Regions from separate parts of the Anser cygnoides genome. Here region 2 is linked to region 1. Evidence: chromatin contacts called from public Hi-C data. All regions are on one chromosome and are shown on one strand. The core of a region is the stretch at or near the end of the contact, and the rest is flanking DNA. Distances in the headings are between cores, read along the strand shown.

Region 1 (6,254 bases), core at 2,763-5,262:
ACATGGCCCACACACTCCTCACGGTTGCTTTTGAGATGGCCTGATTTCACAGAAAGGTAGGCAAGGCAAAGCAACTGCAAACAAAAATAAGTAGGATGGTGCCAAGGAAACCCTGCCTGGTTACAAGTGTAGGCAAATCACATGCAACCATACCGATTTATCATGCCATCCAGCCTGGACAGCATGAAGGAATATGGAGTACCAACCACTATTTCTATTCCCAGAAGTAAGAGAGGGCAATCAATAGACTTTCAGGTGAGAAAAGGTGAAAGTGAAACCAAGTCCTGACTGCCATACGTGTGTACCTACACTTTTCTGAGGGATAAGGAAATTAGCTTGGCAAACTTACAGTCTGGATGAAATGACACCTTGCTCTAAGAGAATTTTTACTCAGTGTTTCCATAAAGCCTAATTGTGACCAGGTGAAGCCAGATCAGCTTGAAACTCCTGAAACTTGCGTATGTCATTTTAAACTAGATAAAAGGGATCAGCTGGCAGCCCCCATTTCCCTGCTAAAAGTTAGGACTCACAAACACACACAGCTGCCTGCATGACTACGCCTAGTTTCAGCATCTCATATGCTTCCAATCTCCAGACTATTTTACGGCTTTCTTGAAAGCACCTGTAGAGGGGCCCATACCAATGGTAACGGTGGGCCTATATAACAAAATAATTCCACAGATATGCATTCTTGGCTTCGTTTAAATCACCTTCAAAATTAGTTGCATGGTTAGTTTTCTTCAAAAAGAAGTGGGGTGTGTTATCTGGGATTTAGTTTGCCTTAAAACAAAAACATGTTTCTTTAAACATTAATGCTTCAAAATCTGTTCTCCTCTATGGGGGACTACAGGTCAATCAACGGTGCAACTATTGTGTAACATCAGTGAACATTACCCAAACAACCAAATGATATGAAAAATGGAAAAAAGGCTGGAGAAAATGTAAAGGATGATCAAAGCTGTGAAGGCCAAGTAGCAGCACAGAAGATTATTAAGTGATATTGCTAACGAGAAACACTCAGACCAGCAACCAGAAAAAAACTGCCATTATGGTGCTTAAATCTAGATATGCCTGGCAAATCTTTTTCCTCGTTACAAATAAACAAAGGAAATTAACTATGACTGTGAAAATCTGTAAAGTTACTATGAATTTCTGAGGCTAAATTTGTACCTCTGGTGAACAAAAGGCACTTTTGGAGCTGTTTTGTTAGCATTATTTCCATGTTATTGAAAGGTAGTTCAAGGTTAGCCTAGGTCACAGAGGAAAATGTGCTGGAAACAAGAAACTAACAGTGCTTATGTTATATCACTCCACCCCTCCAAGAAAAATAAACCTGCTTGATCCCACAAAGGGTAGAACATTAGAAAAAGCAGATTAAGTACTATGGTATCTCTCATCTTGGAGGCACTTATCTGCTTATTTGTGTATAAAAAAATACACAGTGCCTATGCTTTGAGTTTTTTCTCTTGTTCTTCACAGAGCTTTGGACTCTGGAGTCTATGGGAGTTTGGCTACGGCGGGAGAAAAATGTGTCAACAAAACAGAAACAACATCAAAACACTCCGAAGTAAAGTTTCCTTACAAAGTACCATCACAGGAAAGAACAGCCCAATAAGGAGCACAGTAAATTGTTCTATGATCTCTGCCTCTCAGCAAAGCACTGCTCAACACATCAACTTACCGGAAGGAGGACTTTAAGGAACTGCAAGGATAGAAGCTTGCAGCAAATCAACAAAATAAAAAGTGCTGGTAACATTCATTAATCCTACCTTTTTAAGGCCCCAAAACAGAGTCCCTTGTTCCAGTCCAAAGTTTCTGTCAATTTCACCTTCATATTCTGCAAAGAATAATAAATCTTCACTAATGACATAATCCTAAGAAAAGCAAGGGTCAGCAACAGGGCACTCTGCTTCTAAATAGCAACAAATTCCCCTCATCTTCTTCACAGATGTGGATGCTTAGAGCTGGGGAAGGGGAGATGTCTGCAAGGAAGGAACTCTGACGTGAAGCCAGCACCATTTCCTCCTTCCCAGTAGGCACAAACAAGAGGCCCTTCTATAGCCAGCTCCTGGACTTTGACCTCTGCTCATCCTGAGCCTTTGGATAATGAATGCTGAACAGCCTCGACCACTAGACCCTGCACGTATTCACCGCAACAGGGGGAATTAACCCTAATATGCACTTAAAGAAACATTTTCTGGTTCCCTTTTCCTCATCCCCACCCATCAGGTATTTATACACTTGCCTAAGTTTCCCCAGCGCCTCTTCACCTCTAAGCTGAACAGTTATCATCTTGGATAAAAACAATATTAATTTAAAACAATAATTAGTCCAAAATAATAAGCAGGATTGATGCAACAGAAAGCTGAGCTTGAGTCATTTAACCCACGAGACCTATAATAATTATAATTCCCTATCTTTTAGGACTGTTTGATATCTCCCTCTAGTGGAAAAGGGAGACATGGGACGTGAAGGCAACTTAACAAAGAGCATGTAGTAAAGCTTTTCAGTGAACAAGCCTCAGGAGTCAGTTTCAACTAAGCATTTTGACTTCTTCACAGGTGAGGTTCTGCAAAAACGCATGCATACCCCAGTGTGCATTTATCAAGTACTTGCCCACTTTGGTGGGAGCGCGTTTCTGGCTTTACTGCCACTAACTTGCACAGTTGGAAGGCAGCAAGGTTAGTTAGCACAAAACACCTTGCTAATTAAAACCTAGCACGATGCAGTACACAATTCTCTAACTAGGTGTTATCCTGAATTATGTAATATCCACTTTGTTACCATTAACATATGAATGTGATGCACTGGGAGGCGCACAGCCCACACTGTGCATCAAAGCCACAGGAGCAAGGTCTTAAACTGTGCACCCAAGGTCAGCAGCTCCTGGATCCCAGCCACAAACGGGGCTCACTCACCTCCACCGCCCCTTCTAACAGAGGTTTTGTCCTTACCGAGCCTCCATGTGTCGTTCCCTTCTGCCACGCACACACACATCTCTGAATTTTACAGGACCACTCGCTGTCTTAAACTCCACCACATGTACTAAAATTTGCCTTAGCACGGTCTCACTGCTCTTGAGGGGAAAGCAAAGAATAAAGCCACCACCTACAAAATGAAGGGAAATGCGCCCAACAGCCCCTTTTCCTAAGAAACCCTGAGCTTCAAAGGTGTCCGTCACTTCTGTTTTGACAGCTGAGTGCCAAGGTGCCATCACCGAGGGCATTCCCAGCGCTTTAGGCACAAACTCTTCATGTGCCTCAGAACCAAACCCCTGGCAGAGCGGGCACCTCGCTAGCGGTTGCTTTCACGTTGCCAGCTTACTGCCAGAAAAAGCACTGATACTTTTTGGAGCGAGGAAGAAACTTAACAGTGCAGACAAACCACGCCGAGCCACGGGCCAGAAACACAGGAGACGTGAGGCCACCGGCACCGCAGACTTACTTTGAGAAACTCGGTGCACTTCATAGAAAGAATACAAGTGGGAGCCAACCGTAAGGAACAGGTAGGTGGCCATTTCCCAGGCCGGCAGCATCACCAGCCCCGGAGCCGCGCCGCCGTCCATCGCCCCGACGGCAGCTCCGCAGCAAGCCCTTGAAAACAGCAAGGAAAACAAAGACGGGTGCGAGGCAGCTCGGCACCCGGGACCTCCGCAGCGCTCTGCACACCCACCGGCATGCTGCGAGCGCTCCGGGCGGACAGAGCCCTCCGTGGAGCACGGCAGCACCTCCCCACGAGGGTTGGGGTTTGGGTTTGCCTCACGGCTCCCCACGCGTGCCCGCAGGCGGGGCACACGGCCGGCGGCACGCCCGCAGCCACCTCACAGAGCCCCGCGCCCCGGCAGCCGCTCCCCTACCTGCTGAGGGGCCGGGGCGGCAGCACCTCGGGGGCAGCTCCGAGGAGCCCGGCGGCCCTGCCCCTGCCCCCGTCCCGGTCCCTGTGCCCCCGCTGCCGGCCGCCGGGCGGCGGAGCGGACACCGCGGCCTGCACCGGCCCCGCCGCGTTTCCGGCTCCGGGGCTGCGGCTCCGCCCTGGGACCGGCCGCTGGAAGCACCCGGAGCGGGGCCTGGGCTCCCCGTCGCGGGCTGGAGGAGCCCAGGGAGCCCCCAGGGGGCTTTGGGAGGACGGGGGGGGTTGGGATCGGGGAGAAGAGGGGCTGTCGGTGAAATGGGGTGGTCTGAGAATGCGAGCTGAACGGCTTCGTTCTGGGGACGGTGCTTGGGAGGATGCTGCTCGTGTCTCGCCGTTTCTCTGTTCGTTAGAGCGCTACACCTCTCGTCATCACGTAACTCAGTCACTGAAACATCGTCTTCTTCGAGCATGAAATATGCAATAGATGTATGGTGAACATTGCCTGAGGCACTGCCGCAAGACCGCTTTCCTGGCCCATGGCTTTCACCTACTTTTGCTCCCCTTTCTGGCTGAGATGCCTTTAGGGATGTAAAGCGCCTATCTCCAATTTCAGGTGGCATTTTATATCCCTGTCCTACCTGTCACCTCTTAGCGGGAGTCAGCTGTTCCTGTGGAATTGTCTGTGTGGCCCACTTAGAATCACAGAATCATTAAGGTCGGAAGAGATCTCCAAGATCACCTGGTCCAACCGTCCCCCTACCACCAATGTCACCCACTAGACCATGTCCCTAAGCACCACGTCCAACCTTTCCTTGAACACCCCCAGGGACGGTGACTCCACCACCTCCCTGGGCAACCCGTCCCAATGCCTGACTGCTCTTTCTGAGAAGAAATGTCTCCTCATTTCCAACCTGAACCTCCCCTGGTGCAACCTGAGGCCATTCCCTCCAGTCCTATCACTAGTTATCTGTGAGAAGAGGCCGACCCCCAGCTCCCCACAGGTTCCTTTCAGGTAGCTGCAGAGAGCAATGGGGTCTCCCCTGAGCCTCCTCTTCTCCAGACTAAACAACCCCGGTTCCCCCCAAAAATATAACAACATTTACATAACAGCACCAGAACACCACCACTGTTAAAACTTTTTAAAAATTCCCACAGTACTGTAGCAGTTCTGGCCACTAAGGGTCAGTAAAGCTTATATTTTCCTACAGTTTTGTGGTTTCTCTTCAACAGCATGAAGTCAGTACAGAGAGAAGGCCCTCTAGATGGCTGCATAATACAAACTGTATGCGTGTAGAAGCGGTTTTTGCCACTTTAAAATGGGAAGAGGTTACATCTTGTACATCAGGTTACATTGAAAATGACATATTTTTAATTAGTTATGTGGTGACATCCAGGGGGCCATGCATATTCTGTGACCGTGTAAGCAGCTCTGCTTTCATAAAGTTCACTGCCAAGCTAATTGAGCAAGAACACCAACAAACTCTGACAATGGTCCCATCTGGAAGATTTTCCTGTCTGGACTTCTAAATTAGATGAGATTTTTTTTTTCTTTCCACATTTATTCAACGGATTTTATACAGTAAAATGTGAGAAGAATCTCAATGAATGACTTTGCAAGACTAGCTGTAAACTAAGCTGTTGAACATAGCTGGCATGAGCTACATACCGACACAGCCCTTACAGTTTTGGATGGCATGAATAAGAAGAGAATCCTGCTGTTGCGATAGTCAGTGACAGGCAGTTGATGAACTAGAAAGCCAAAACCTTAAAAAGTGATACCAGAAAGCCCCACTTACAATTTGATCAACAAGAATATGAAGTTTTTTAAAAGTCTCTTGACCTGCATCTAAGCACCTGAAAGGCCTGTCAGCCCCCCCAAGGCACGCTGCCTTTTATGAAGAAAGTGGTTTGATGCTGTGCAGGTTTCTCCAAAGTCAAAACGCAGCAATCCAGTTTGGGCAGAACGATGATGGAGGTGCTTCCCTGGGACTTGAGGAAGACAAACTCGGGGTATCATTTCTGCTGGAGGTTTTTTTACCACTCCTACTCATTGCCAGAAGGACTACAGGGTGCAGAGGTAACAACCTGCCAAAGAGATCCACGTCTCTCTTCATGACTGGGAGTCAGCAGGAAGGCAGACTGCTGTCACCTTGATGAGAGGCGTAGTGCCAACCCTCCTGCAGATCTGTCAAGGCCTCACTATAAGAGAGAGCCCATCTTTAGTACACGTCCTCGTCACCTTTTTTATTTCCGTTTCTTCTGAAGCTGATATATGCACTTGAGTTTGAAGTGTTGATTTTTAACTATTAAGTTCAAATGCTCTTTGAGTCTCCCTTTCTTATGTGATGCCACTGTAGATGTGATCATCAGAAGCTAAAACAAAAAAAAATCCAGAATTAAGA
Region 2 (6,254 bases), core at 1,528-4,027, 210 kb after region 1:
GTATGCTGCTCCATGTGGATTTCCCCTGTGCTGCCGCACAAACAACATCTGAGGACGAAGCAGCGGGCTGCCTGCCGGAAAATGAGCAGAGCTACCCTCCGCCCCGCAAAACCCTCCGGCAGCTGCTGCTCCCACCCACAAAGAGGCAATGGAGCAACAGAGCCCCCCAGCCAGCAGAGCACCCAGCCAACCAGCAGGATCCTGGCTAAGAACAGGCATTACTCAAACCTTCTAACTGAAGCAACGTTTACCAGAGTAAGGGAAAAGGCAACCTACCTTCTTCCTGGGCTGGTACTTCATCCTTGTCTTCTTCACCACCGTCTGCTTCTTCGGGCTCCTGGGAGCCTTCGCTGCCCAACTCTATCTCGCTCTCCCCAGCCTCTTCCGATTCACTTTCGTCTTCCTCGTCCTCACTCTCAGACTCAGGAGAGGTCTTCAGGGTAGCCAGTAGCTTGTGATACACAGGGACGGGTTCCACTTCAATCTCTGAATCGCTTTCTGCGCTTGATTTATCAGAATTGTCAGACTAAAAGTGAAAACAGTAACACTCTATTATGCAGCATATGAACACGCTCACCTCTAGTTCCCATGCTACACTTTCCTCTTCCCATTCTATCCCTATGCAGATGCAGTGGGACTTATCAAAGATCTCCATTTTATGTAAATAGTTACGCTGGACACCTCCATCTAGATTTTGAAAGCATCTTGGTAGACCTAGGCCCTAGTACCTCATTCTGCACTGATTTGAGTCTGAGCATCTCAAAATTTGGTTCTTTTAGGCTCAGCTGAGTCAGTACATTTGTTCTCCGCAGACAAACTGGCCCTGGATTTTCCTAGGAAAACCATGCACACAACAAAAATTGTAGAAGGGCACACATACAAGCAGAAAATGCTTCCACCTTTCAGGGAAGTAAGTGAAATAACCTTCAGCTGACAGAAGTCCACCAAGGAGTTGGTCGGGTTTGGCTCAGCGCTAAGCTCGAAGCTTCAAACAAGCTAGACTCTAAGAGCCAGTTCTGCCCCAGGCTTGTACAAACCAACCACAACATGCCTGGTTATAGTCAGAATTACAGTGAAACCAGGAGTACAAGCAAAGAACCATTTGCTTCTTTTTTATGTTCTTTCAGCCCAAGGTGAACACTCAGTATATACAACATTAATGCATTAAGTGCTTAAGGAAACAAGTGGACAATGTAACTAATTATTTTTCCAGACTGAAACTCTGAATTCTTTAATTAATCGGACAATAAAGGAAGTTAACCGAAAGAAAACTAAAGCATTGGCAATTTGAAGAAGGGGAACGAGCATGAACATATTTCTTCATTCAACAGAGAACAAAACATCTCATCCCCTAACTCACGCACCACTAACTTTATTAGTATTATTAAAACAACTTACAGCATCATTTACTTTTCACCATGATTAAGTAACGTGAAGAAAAACAGAACCAACCAAGAATAGCAATATTATATCCTGCTTCTTCTGATGTCTCACGTTATGGGTTTGACACCACAGAGAACAATTCAGAGGCATACAAAAATCATTCATTTCTTCCTCCTAAGAAGCAAGTTTTCTAAAACAGAACAACTGGATCAGCCTGAACAATGCAAAATGCTCAGCGTTTCAGTTCACTGAACTATACAAAGATGCAAGTGAGGAAGAAACAAAAATAGATTACCAGTTCACAGATCTGAGTTGCTTCTGGTCTTCCAGAAACCCTGAAAAAAAATAAAAGGATTGAAGTATTTTACTCTGTCAATGATACTATGCACAGGATAAAAACAGATGAGGGGGAGAAGAAATTGTTGAATCACACGAGTCTTAGAGAAGTTAAGAGAAAGCTTAAAACCAAAGCATCACACCATTGTCCCTAAGAAAGCAGACTCAGTGCTCACCCTGAGAGGTTTCTCTCTCAGCTGATGCTACGGCCTATAAATGAAGCCTGAGTATAAATGATCAAAAAGAGAAATATTTTAAAGCAGAATCTGGCTTTAAACAGAAGGCTGTTTATTATATACACACCCACAAGGGTATAAACACTGGAAAAGCTCCGCCTAAAGTGAAGAACTTCCTGCAGGACAACCTGTACCTGGCAAGACTCGGAAGGAAATTCACTCCTCTCTTCTCAGAGGAGAAAGGCCAGGTCAGAGCTACCTGGAAGGAAGGGCTGCAGGAAAACTTTTAAAGGATCACAGAAGTTAGGCAAGTGTGAGGGATCACTAGAGCTGACAAGGACGAAGTTCAGCTTAGAATACTGATGAGTTCACACTGATAAGGGTGACTGTTCAGCTGGAGGAGCAGATGCAGCAGGCAACACCTGAGGTTTGGGTTTACCAAGAGCATCCTCTGGCTGCTGCCTCACCCAGAACTCAGGCACCAAACCTGCTCGGCGTTTTTTAAAGGCCCTTCGTACAACACAGCCGACCAGGGCAAGAGCCTACCTGCTGCGCTAAATACCGATCTACCAAGCAGGGAAGAAGACGCCTGCCACGGGAAGCCGAGCGCAGCGCTGGTGACCGCCGCCGAGCAGAGCGCACCCTGCGGGCGCTGCCTTTCCCTGCTGCCTACAGGAGGGCTCCGCCGCGCCTCTCCAGCCTTCCCCTCGCCTTTCGGGACCCCCAGCCGCCCCGGGGGCACTCACTTGTCGTAGAAGGGGTGCTCCTCCCCGAACTCCTTCAGGTGCTTCTTCTGCCTCTTGCTCAGGCCGAGCACCGCCGCCCTCCCGCCGCTGCCGCGCTTCCCCATGCCGCCCTCCCGCCCGCCTTTACGGCCCGGCCGTCAGGCGCCGCCGTCGCGCTGCCGGCCTCGCCCCCGGTGCGCAGCGCCCCGCTGGGGGAAAGCCCTGCCCCAGCTCGGCGGAGGAGGAGGAGGAGGAGAGCCGGGAGAAGGCCCTGGTGCGGAGACATCCGAGGCCGTGAAGCTGAAGGGCCGCCGCGATCGCCCGCGGCGCCGCTCCCTGCGCTGCTGCTGCGAGCAGAGCCGCTGCTGCGCTGCCCGAAAACCTGCCAGACTCACAGGGTGGCCGAGGCTGGCAGGGACCTCTGGAGATGACCCAGTCCCCGCCGAGCAGGATCACCTACAGCACATTGCGCAGGGTGGCATCCAGGCGGGTTTTGGATATCTCCAGAGAAGGAGACCCCACAACCTCTCCGGGCAGCCTGTCCCAGTGCTCTGTCACCCTCACAGTAAAGAAGTGCCCCCTCATATTGAGCAAGAACCTCCTGGGCTGCAGTTTGTGCCCGGTGCCTCTCGTCCTGTCACTGGGCACAACTGAAAAGAGACCGGCTCCATCCTCTCGACACCCTCCCCTCAGGTATTTATACACATTGATGAGGTCTCCCCTCAGTCTTCTCTTTTTCAGGCTAAACAGACCCAGCTCTCTCAGCCTGTCCTCGTACAACAGATGCTCCAGTCCTCTAGACACAGACTTCCCCTGAATCTGCTTCACATTATTTCAAATGAGAATCTCAATTCACACTCGATTCTTTGTTTCAAAATACTTCATATTCTTTCATATCTCCTGATTTCTGTCTGGCCTAGCAGAAACTGCTCTACCTCGGGCAGGAGGGGCTACAACTAGAGTTATAATGCAGGACACTGCCCCACACTGCCAGTCTCTCCTGTAAAGCGCACACAGCAGATTTCAGTTCATCTCCTGGAGAAAAGAGTACCAAAGGGAAGTGGAGGCAAGGTAATCCCAACTATGATGGGGGCGTGAATAATTTCAGGGAAAAATGGTAGTGACTATAACATCTCGGTAGTCTGTGTTGATTTGAGAGCATCCATGGATTTGACTGAGGCTAGGAAGTATGAACCGCATTCCAGTTAAGGAGAAGCCCCCAGGAGCTGGACGGTACGTTTCATGACACTTTTACTTTCCTTAACTAGGAAGGACACTTAAGTTGTAGTTATTTGTCAACTCCTGTGTTATTAATACCACTGTCTTCCCATTACATACAACCCGGAAAGTTGTCTGAGTTGAAAGATAACCAATCCTGGTGTGGAGAAGTTGTCTTAATCCAGGCCATTCTGCTATAGTCTGGTCTGCTACTCACTGAGTAGCCCCACAGCGTGTAAAATGACATACTTGAGAGCTCCAGTGGTGGAAATGTCTTTAGTAGGCTTCTGTCAAAGCCACTACATCATGTAACAACATTGACTAGCATAACTGATTTTTGACCAGTAGTTTTTCTCTAGATTTGGCAGCCACAGTCTTTAAGAGGAAAAATATTGCCAATCAATCCTCTCTCTGTCAGAAGTGTGGAAAGAAAAAAAGGTTTTGTCCCCACCTAACAGGTTTATTTGCATGTTGCAGTACTTGCTGCTTATTGACTTCTACAGTGTGGCAGCTGAGACAGCAGAAGGAAAAAGTCTTCGTTCACAGCTGAACCATGAGGGCTTTGTAGATTTTGGAGGCTGAACGGGGCACAACTACTAAGACAGTGAACAGCTGCAAGCCTATGCACGCAGATGTATGTTAAACCAACAAACGGGCAATTACCGCTACTACCAACAAGTTCCTGTGAGGATACAGCTTTGATTTGAGTGTTGTTTGTACACTCACAAATTCAAGATCTGATAATGTTTCACACTACCAACTTGAGTTTCATTCTGTTTTTTAACATTGCATTATGAATTAAAAATGCATTAACCTCATCCTTTTTTGATGCTCTGAATGTTAGTACTTGCTTCTGTGATCACTTATTCACACTTCTTTTGAGAATAATAAAGTTTTTATACTGACTTACAGGTTTGGGCCTGAGGCACAGTGCCTACTGTCCCCCAGTTTTCTTCATCCTGACTTCAATTTCACCCTTGAAAACAGTAATACTCCTGGGACCACTGATGCCTTTCTGCTCTGACTCCTTCCTCCTGTGTCCTCCCCATACCTTGTGTGAGGAAGGATCCTGCTTGGGTAGGATTTGGCACTTAGGATTAAATTGTTTGCAAACTACTTAAAACATTGTGCTGCCATTCATAAAAGGGTCCTAGATTTGTTCCCCCTGCAGAGTAACACCTCACCTTCTCCTGGATGAGGTACAGATAACAAAGCAGCATAGACCTTAACATCCCCTGGGACTGGACAGCATGCAGGCACTAGGTGCAGTATGATAACGCTGTTCCTAAACTAGATCACTCTTCCTCAGAGAACATGTAGCAATATCAAATATACATATGTATATATTTAATGTCTCCAACTTACAGGCTGGATGCAGTAGATTTTTTCCAAAGCCAAGCAAGAGGAGGAGGATGTAATGAAAGCCCTTTCTGTTTGGTATCAGGGGCCACACGAGTAACAGCTACACATCACCCTCTGCACTCTTCGCTGAAGCACGTGTTCTGTCAGGCCATCGCAGGCACACCAACACGAGGCCTGAGCTTGGTAGGATCGGGCAGCCCTGAGCACGGTGGCACTCTGCCATGACAGCAGCTCGCGGAGCTGCCTACCTGTTGGCGTACCTGTGCTGTTTCCCCGGCAGCACAAGCAGAGCTAGAAGGCCACGGCCCGTGTCCTGTCAGTGGTGAGAGCTCCACGCCAGGGCTGACCGCCGCCCTCTCTCTCCACAGGGTAGTGACGCGGCGCCATCTTGAGGGCGGCGGGGCAGGCAGCAGCGCTCCTTCGACTCCTACCCACCAGAGACTCGCAGCAGAGAGGGCTTTGATTCATGCGATAGTGCTGGGAGAGAAAACTGGGGGGAAAAAGCTTGAATTTTGTAGTCTGTTCTGCTGACCTAATTCTGTCAGCAGCTGCATGACTAAACCCAGCAGTATTCTGCGGCTGCTACCTGTGCATCGTCATCCTTTTGATCCCTGTGACGTGCGCTTTATATAAGCCGCTTCCTTTATTTTAGAGAGCTCTGCTAAGCTAAACACAACTGATTCCTCTTCGCTAGCCTACTGCCAGCATTTGTTTGCCTCATTCCATTAGTCAGTGCAGCACTTGCCTTTATCCTTTTCCTCATCCCCGGTTTGCCACTTTTACTTTTCCCTTTTCCTTCGTGAAATGCCTTTTTTTTTGCCTCATTTTAGCATATGTATATTTTTTATCGGGATAAATGTATCAATCATTCTCTTTTCCTATCCAAATGTAACTAAAATGTATATAGTTCTGCTGTAAGTTACTTACGCAGCGTAAGTTAAACCACAGTTGGTAAAACAGAACTTCCTGTTCTTTTCCTTATGCAAAGGCAGGTACCTTGATGTTGTCTTGATGTGCTACTTGCATAAAAGCAGAGAACAACAAGAAAATAAAA

What was found. A called contact is a pair of places that touch in the nucleus more often than the background predicts.
Region 2: a Hi-C map of granulosa cells shows a contact between it and region 1, with 3 times the contacts expected there. The contact joins the promoter of UTP25 here to the promoter of HHAT in region 1. A contact is called at or near these places in 2 of 7 Hi-C or Micro-C datasets (granulosa cells and liver).

The regions. Positions count from the first base shown.
Region 1 is chr3:25,633,150-25,639,403 of Taihu_goose_T2T_genome, forward strand. It overlaps HHAT (hedgehog acyltransferase), which reads right to left and starts at 4,013. Exons shown (of 10, transcript XM_066993754.1): 1 at 3,857-4,013; 2 at 3,445-3,593; 3 at 1,770-1,837. The coding sequence starts at 3,565.
Region 2 is chr3:25,839,775-25,846,028 of Taihu_goose_T2T_genome, forward strand. UTP25 (UTP25 small subunit processome component) reads right to left here and starts at 2,778. Exons shown (of 12, transcript XM_013174084.3): 1 at 2,642-2,778; 2 at 1,679-1,718; 3 at 277-526. The coding sequence starts at 2,745. LOC136790355 (a long non-coding RNA gene) reads left to right here and starts at 2,750. Exons shown (of 2, transcript XR_010830130.1): 1 at 2,750-3,313; 2 at 4,316-4,743.